Regions from separate parts of the Hordeum vulgare genome. Here regions 2 and 3 are each linked to region 1. A link is a contact called in public Hi-C data. All regions are on one chromosome and are shown on one strand. The core of a region is the stretch at or near the end of the contact, and the rest is flanking DNA. Distances in the headings are between cores, read along the strand shown.

Region 1 (2,739 bases), core at 184-2,683:
GGCGCTCAGTTTTCTGTTCACGGCCTGAAGCCTGGAAGACTCCTTCCGCTGCTTATCACGGCACCTGCAACCACGGAGAAAAGCTAGTGACAATTATGCTTGAATGCAGAACCTGCCCAGATTGGAAAAAAAATACACATATGCTCCAACACAGAACTAGGAATTCCCACATTTGTTCGTGATCCATCCTTACTCAATTTACCCAGCCACCATTACACTCGCATGCAGCATAATGGCTACTGAGGAAACAAATTCCATCCAATCACAAAAGGCGAAGCGCGTCGGGCTGTCGACATGCTCACCTTCGATTCTGGAACCAGACCTTGATCTGCCTGGGCTCGATGTTGGACAGAATGGGGCACTCGCGGAGCAGCTGCTGCCTGCGCGTGGATGTCGGCTTGGGGCACTCGGCATACACCCGCTCCAGCGCCTCCACCTGCTCCGGCGTGTACCGCACGTACTTGCCCGAGTCCATCCCGCCCTTGTCGTAGCCGCCGCCGCCGCCGTCACTGCCGCTCCCGCTCCCGCAGCGCATCGCCGCCACCGCCGCCGCCATCGTCACCACTTCCTTTGCGTCCTAGTTTCCCTCACTCGCGGCGCGAAGCGATCCTTGAGGGCAGAACAACCTGGGAGGAGATTTTGGAGCGGTTAGAACAAATTTGACATGGGGAAACGCGGGAGGTGATTGACGAGCCATCCGCGTCCCTCCATCCCTCCTGATCCCTCCCTTAAACAACAAAGCGTGGAAAAGCACGCAAAGGAGGCGGCTTTTGGCTCAGTATCTGAAATGGGGAAAAGGGAAAGGAAGCCGCTGCAGAGGACGCAAATGCGGGCGGCGGGGCGATGCCAGAATCGCACGATTTCGTGTGAGAATCAGAAGCGGAAAAATTAGCCGCGCGGAAACATCAGCTTAATCCTCCAGCGACAGGGAGAACAAAATTAAAGGATAATCGCAGGAAAAAATGTTTTCAGGGGCGAAAAAAAAAAGATCCATCAGGAAACGCAAATGGCGACGCGGATAAGCAGCCTGGGGGAGTGCATGCGAGAATCGTCCCCCCGAGCTCCGAAACCAAGGCGTAGAGCGAAATTAGACATCAGTTACCTCCGCACACACACCGGCCGGCCGGCGCGGGGAGGGGCGCCGCCGGTGAGCCGCTCACAGCCTCCCGCGGCCCCGTGGGGCTGCGGCAGGAACCGCGTCCATGGACCGCTTCCTCTTGGACTCCACCTACTCCTCCTCCGCCGCCGCCGCCGCGACAACCAGGGCCGCTAGCTCGCACTCCGGACCCCGGATCCGACCCCTCCTGCCCTCGGTTCGCGTCCGTCCGTCCGACCTGAGGCAATCGAACGAGCGAGCACACCACAGCACGAGCGATGAAGGGAGAGGGGGAGAGAGAGAGAGAGACTGTACAGCGACACGGAGAGGTTGGCAAAAGGTAACAGCTTTAAAGGCCGGCCAGTGAGAGAGAGGGGGGGGGAGGTGGGGGGAGCGGAGCAGGAGCCCGCGGTCGCGAGAGTGGCAGTAGCTCAGCACGTAGTACTACGTCTAGTCGTATTCTACGCTGCGGGCTAGAGGACTGGAGCTACAGCTACGATGATAGGCTAGGCTAGGCTAGGCAGTGAGAGGACGTGAGAGCAAGTACAATAAGGTACAGTCAGCAGGCTGTAAGGATTAAAATACTATATTTTTGCTGAGTTGGATGAGAGAGAAGAAGAGAGAGAAGGGAAGCGGGCTCTTCGTGAAGAGCCAGCTCTAGCACGTGCTCCTAGGTGCTTTGTGAGAATGAAAGGTGGGTCATATATGATAAAAATAGTACTCTTCTATAGCTAACTATTGTACAAGCTGGCTATAAGATGGGCTATAAGACTGCTTATAGCCAGCAGTTGGCTATACTATTAACCATGCTCTGAGGAGACGGAGAAAGCTGTGGAGGAGGACGAAGGGGGTGGGTGAGCTCGGTCCATGGAGGTCGGGAATGGGGCTCGCACACAGTGGTTCGCTGTACCCCGGCCCGCGTCACTGTCGCGCTGAAAGGACACCATTATTTTCCCCGTGACATCTCGCTGACCGCGTCGACTTGGACAGTTTACACCATTATTAATACTAGTACTCTTTTATTATTATCGTGACAAATCTGGCCACGCAAGAAATTCACAAAGTCTATATTCTTTTACATCTTTGTTTTAAATGTCACACTACAACATCTGACATTATATTGTGTGATGTTCGAGAACTGAAGTGACGTTTAAGACAAAGACGTTACACAATGCACCGTTCACCAACAAAAGTATAATGCCCTTGTGTTCGAGATCAGGTGAAAAAAAAATACGGAATTCATTTTAGGAATTTTTTGCATGTTTAGATCAGATTTATGCATTTTAGCCTGTTCCCGCATGAGTAAGGTGGGCTATATCCCGTGGTTTTGGTTCTTTTGCAACTTCAACCCATTTCCATTTTATTTGGATTATGTTTGTTCCTATTGGCCAAAGGACTGTCATCCGGCCCTTCTGTGTTTATACATCTTTCCCTAATACTAAAGGACGAAGTGTTTCTGTCGTCCGTCATCGCGGTGCTTTTACAAATAAGTTCTTGTGCTTTTATGGAAATAAACATGCAGTACAACAATAAGTGAGAAGAAACAATTCAACACGCTTCGTTCGTAGGAGCGGAGGAGGAAGCTGTGCGGGCGGCCTGATCCCCAACATCCATCCCCCGGGTCGCTGTCAAATCCCGGATCG
Region 2 (2,700 bases), core at 18-2,517, 690 kb before region 1:
TACAAGGCACGACATGGCAATTCACAACATTCAAACACTACAGATTAAGTGAAGCTCAATATGCAACGAGTTGCATATTGACGAAACCCCACATTCAAATATTTAGGTCACTCTCGTTTAGGTATACGAAAATATAAAATGTTGTTTAAACATGGCAAGACGTGAAGCATAATTAAACTACCTATCTAGGCATATTAAATGAGGTCGGAAACAACATATAGTATTTCCAAAATGACTCCAGATGTTAATTTCTAAATTGGTTCAGATATGAACTAACACATTTTACTATTTGTTAAACAACAGAATAAAGTGGTTCATGTGATTCTACACGTCATTCTAGTTGATTTACATATAGAGATTATTTAAAATGGAGCTACGGTATAAAAAATATGATCAACACAAGATTATATGCCATGGATACAACATGCATGCAAATGACAGCCACAACATGTTCTTCACGGATGTAACAAGATATTATGAAGCTACATGGTATTCTAAGCAATATTAAATGAGGGCGGAACAACGAATAACAATTCCGGAAATTCCCTATATGCAAATTACAGTTTCGGTACTGTTCTTCCTACAACACAATTTTAGAGTTGGGAAACAGGAGAATAATTTCCGCCATGTTATTCTACACATTTTTTTGGCCAAGATGCATATATCATTTACTTAATTCAGAGCTACGATTATTTAACTATGAATTGAACCGTTTTAGCATGGCATTTAAAGAAAATTAAATGAAACAGCAAGTTAATCATTTTTACCATGGACGCAAGTTGGTAATTGTAAAACTATAGAGAATTCTAAGCATTTTACATGTTAAAATCATTTTAATCCAGTGCACGGTTAATTAGTTATGAATTAAACCATTTTAATATGGCATTACACAAATCTATGCAAACACCATGTTAAACGGTTTTAAATATGGATGAAAGTTTGATACAATTTATCTACACAAAATTCTACATAGTTTACATATCTAAATTATTTCAATCCGGTGCACGGTTGAAAGTTATTAGCATTTTAAGCTATGCACATTTTCTGGAAATCTGAAATTCCTAGGTTAATAGAAAAATCGCAGAACGCGAAAAAAATACAACGGGCCGAAACTGACTATTGGGACGAAACATGCTAGAGCGCTAGATAATTAAAATCTGCACGAGCAAGGAATAAGGGCAAAAAGGAGTTGGTCACCCACGGGGTTTGGGCCCAAGCGGAGGCCAGTTGGGGAGGAGGCGAACTGGGCCGCGGCGCCCAAGTGTGAGCTGGGCCGGCCTGGACAGTGGCTAGGTCGCATGTTGGGGCAGCCCACGTGGGAGGGAGCCGGCCCAGGTCAGGTCAGTGGCCAGGCGAGCGCTTGTTCGTGCTCCTCACGAGCAGGCCGTGGCGGCGGCACACTCCGGCGAGCGGCTCGGGTGCCCAGCGGCGAGGGGCAGGCGGGGCACATGGGTCTGGGACAGGGCGAGGACGCCAAGATCCGATGGATCTGGCGGTTGGCGGCGGCGGATGTTTGGCACGGAGCTCGCCCCGGCGTGGCAATGACACGGAGGCGGTCCGGCGCAGCGACGGCACCGGGCATGGTCTGCAGGAGGCGGCTCGGCGCTCAGGCAGGCGTTCAAGGACAGTGGCAGCGGAGCTATGGAGGCGCTGCAAGGCCGGTGGTCGGTGAGGCGGCGGGGGCGCAAGGTGCAGCGCGACGGTAACTCGGGCGTGGGCTGCTTGGGAGCTCAGGGCGGACGGGGTTGTGTGGTTGCCGGACGTGTCCGGTTTGACCGCGGACATGTCCGCTAGGTGGGGTTTTCTGGACGATATGAGCCCGAGATCTCAGATCTGATGGCTGAAAAAGGCTGGGGAGGCTAGGGCTACGGGATTTGGAGGGTTTGGTTTGCAGGTGAGGTTTTCTAGGGGGTGGCTGCAATTTTGGCTAGGGGGAACCCTAGTGGGTGAGAGAGCTCTCTCCACAAGGTGGGCTTATATAGCGAATGGTCTATGGTGGGATGGACCTCGTCCGTCCGATCACGATCCGACGACCACGAATGGAGCGAGTGGCTAGGTGGGTCTAGTGGGTTGTGTAGTTGGGCTAACTGGGGATGAGAGGGAAGTTTGTAGCCCATGGAGGAGTTTTAAACGCGAAAACGTCCGGGAATTAAACCGACAACGATTCCGCTACGTTCTATTGTTCGGGTATCAAACGAATTTCGATTGCGGTGAAATTTGGCAAGCGGCCTACCTACCTTACAATAAGACCGCACGTCAAGTTTCAACCCAATCCGAGAATATTTATACACTCTTTTAGAAACAATATTTTACCAGCGCCGCGGGCGCGTGCGTGTGTGGCTGGACTAAAATCGCTCAATGACAAAAACGGAGAGAACCGTCAACTAATAACTGATGCAAGTTTTGAAAACTGACGACAACAATGTGTCGATGCAATGCAGATGATGTGCATGATGCGATGATGAATGCGACAAACAAATAATTAAGAAGGTGACAACGGAATAAAAGAGGAATCTTCTCGGGCGTCGGTTCTGGGCTGTTACAGGTTCCTCGCCAAGTTCGGGATGTAGCCCCACCACCTTAGGGCCAAGTCCATCCTGCACCTTGCCACCTTCATCGCGCTTTTTGAGGGATATTTCGGGGTCGAGCGACGGCTCGACCTCTGGTGGTGGCTCTTTTACCTCAAGAAGCACATGGTGG
Region 3 (2,774 bases), core at 266-2,765, 910 kb after region 1:
GTGTAAATGATGCAGTGCATTCATCCCTTGCAGTTCCATGTAATGTAACTAGTAGTAGTAGTATGCATCTTTATTGAGAAGAAAGGATGGAGTGCAAGTATGGATATCATCAGAGCGAGCAAACCTGAAGAAGTCTCCATGGTGAATTCGGCCATCTGAGTGGATCGGCAACCTGAACAGAAGATATGGTCCCCATAAACCAGCTAATTCTTGAGGAATCCTCGGTCTCAAAGGCCATCTTGAACCTCATGCCAGGGCACCAGTGGATCCTCATGGCAGCCTGCATCGCCGCGGCCTTGACAACAAACTCCGGCGTGCTAGCTCTCGGGTAGTAGACTACCTCAAATGGCTGGCTGTTGGCGGCGAGGGTGGCCGCCTCCACGACATCGGCGATCTTCACCTTCCCCCTGCCCTTGACGTAACCAGCGGGGCCACCATTCATCATCTTGTTCTCCTCGTCCTTGAGGAAGGCCGAGAAGCCCCCATACCCAGGTGCGTTCCAGCCGGATATGCACTCCATGCCCCCGCAGGTGACCCTCTTGGCGCGGCGTATGCCGACGCAGAGCTCCCCGTGCTCGGTGCGCAGGAAGACGATGGAGTCCCCCGCGACGAGCTTCTTCTGGTTCACGAAGGTGCTCCATCCCGTGGTGAGCAAATGCCGGCGCGGCGTGCCCCGGTAGATGTGCCGGAACTTCCACACCTCCCCGTGCACGTCCTTGGCGAGCACCGTCTGCACCGGCGGGTCAGCCCTGTAGTCAAGCTTGGGGAAGATGGTCTCCGCGCAGTAGCGCGGCACCGAGAAGCCGCCGCCGTTGTTGGCGTCGGACTGCGTAAGCGTCTTGGCGAAGGAGGAGAGCTTCTCGCGCGCCTCCGGCGGGTCGCTCCCGAGCGGGCCGAGCCCCTCTGGCTCCCGGAACCCAGCCTCGCCGGGGCCGACGGGCACCAGCCGGATCTTGGCGAACACCTCGTCCGTGTCCGGATCAGCCAAGAAGCGCACCCCTGCGACGCAGCAGAGCACGAGGGCCGGCAGCGGACGCGGGCCGACCGCCGCCGCGAGCTCGGCGGCGCCGCCGCCGTTGGCGTGTTCGGCGTGGCCCTGGGGGAAGTAGTAGACGCGCGAGCGCGCCGGCGGCATCTGCACCATGCCGCCCGCGCAGGCGTGCCACAGCTGCGGGTCCAGGCACCTTTCCGCGCCCACCTCCTTCATCTCCACCCAAAACCACCGCCAGGAAATGCGATCACTTGTTCCAACACAGGAGCAGACCTGCCATCAAACCGCCCTCCATCAAATTCGCAGACCCCGAACGGGAACCGAACTCCACACGCAATCCTTGTTCCATCATCATCAAAAGAAAAGAGCAAATAAACTGGACCGAATCATGAAAAGCAACAAAGGCAAGCACCTGTTTGGCCCGCGCGCATGGCCTCCCTCCAATTGGCGGATCACGAGAAATGTGAACGCCCAGAGCCGGAACGATAAACAAAGCGAGCAGAGGAAAAGAAAAAAAGGGAAATCTACATCAGGCGACGCCGCCTCCCCTGCCCTCCCCAGGCCCCCTGCAACTCCATCCCAAGCCCAAGAACCGTCGCGCCGGTCAAAAGTAAACAGAATAAATATCGAATCCCTGGTGTCCGGAACCCAAAAGGCCCCGATTTTTTCCGTGTTCTTGAGGGAGGACGAGGACGAGGAGGGAGGGAGTGGTGTGCTACAGCGGCACAGTGGTTTGGAATTATGGCGAGTTCTTTGGATGTCTTCCCGGCCATTAGATAGGGAGATTGGAGGCGCCCGCTTCGCTGCTGCAGTGGCCTGGCCGGGCGCCCCAGTGGATCACCTGCGCCGGACCGCACAGCCAACAGCGACGCCCACCAACCATCGGTGACCGGTGGGGCCCAGGCTGGCGGGGCCCACGTGTCGGCGATAAAGGATGTGGGGCCGCGTGCCTGCCTCTTTCTGCTGTCGGTGGGCCGCGGCCGTGATGGCATGGACTAGGAAGCAGAGGGGGTGGCGACAAGAGCGGAGGGTTTTCGTCTTGTTTTTTAGTGTTATTTCTGAATCTGATGAAAAGAGGTGGCAAACGTTTTTAAAATTCAGTTGAGTCTCAGATCTCAACCAATTTATTTGGGCTCGCCGCTGAGGTGGTGAGGCCCGAAAGAAAAAAAAACAATTGAGATGGTCACTCGTCTTCTGTTGGGAAAGGGAGGGAAGCGGCGAGAGATGATAATAATAAGCTGTCGAAATTTGGTTGTTTGGGAAAGAAGACAAGAGAGGGCATTTGTGCGCCGCGGCCGTGAGAAAGTTGGCAGGGGCAGCGACTGATTGCATGATCCGGAAATGGGCGAATCTTGTGCCTTGTTCGTCTCGACTCCTCGCCCTCCCTTTCCGGCGCGGGGGCGAACCGATCACCGGGAATTCAGAGCCAGGGCAATCGACCCACGGAACACCGATGGGGACATGTCGCGGCAGGCAGCGGCTCTCCTCCTCTGCGTCGCTCGCTGCAGCTGGCCGCGGCCTCCCTCTGCATGCAACATATACCATGAGTGCTCCGCTTGCTTTGCTGTGCTCCAAATAAATGGTCTTGCATCTTCTTCTTTTTTGAGCATAAATGGTCTTGCATTGCATCTTGGTGGTAGTAGATGGCCACTGAGTTTGTGAAGTGGAGGGAAAAGTGTACAGGTCTCGGGGGTTTTGTGGCGTGCCGACTCGTCGTGGAAAGTGGAAACGCTGTCGTTTCTTTTTGCTGGTGGGACGCCGTTGGATCCAAGAAAAGAGAGCG

Evidence for each region. Hi-C and Micro-C count contacts between places; a contact is called where the count stands out from the background.
Region 2: a Hi-C map of seedling shows a contact between it and region 1, with 2.8 times the contacts expected there. The contact joins the enhancer-like site here to the promoter of LOC123431302 in region 1. A contact is called at or near these places in 3 of 6 Hi-C or Micro-C datasets (leaf and seedling) and 1 of 1 datasets of contacts at active chromatin or transcription factors (embryo).
Region 3: a contact with region 1 is called in a Hi-C map of leaf, with 6 times the contacts expected there. The contact joins the promoter of LOC123431291 here to the promoter of LOC123431302 in region 1. A contact is called at or near these places in 3 of 6 Hi-C or Micro-C datasets (leaf and seedling) and 1 of 1 datasets of contacts at active chromatin or transcription factors (embryo).

Annotation. Positions count from the first base shown.
Region 1 is chr1H:284,606,006-284,608,744 of MorexV3_pseudomolecules_assembly, reverse strand. It overlaps LOC123431302 (homeobox-leucine zipper protein HOX9), which reads right to left and starts at 1,433. Exons shown (of 19, transcript XM_045115127.1): 1 at 1,103-1,433; 2 at 303-626; 3 at 1-64. The coding sequence starts at 556.
Region 2 is chr1H:285,291,873-285,294,572 of MorexV3_pseudomolecules_assembly, reverse strand. No RefSeq gene overlaps it. Among protein-coding and RNA genes, the nearest start is that of LOC123431313, 200 kb to the right of the region's middle. Within about 2 kb of position 1,267, at least 3 of the 3 cell types and tissues checked have open chromatin away from gene starts, as enhancers often do. A contact at or near this core is called in leaf and seedling, where this site is marked.
Region 3 is chr1H:283,691,449-283,694,222 of MorexV3_pseudomolecules_assembly, reverse strand. LOC123431291 (auxin response factor 22-like) reads right to left here and starts at 1,515. Exons shown (of 4, transcript XM_045115116.1): 1 at 1,404-1,515; 2 at 125-1,264. The coding sequence starts at 1,207.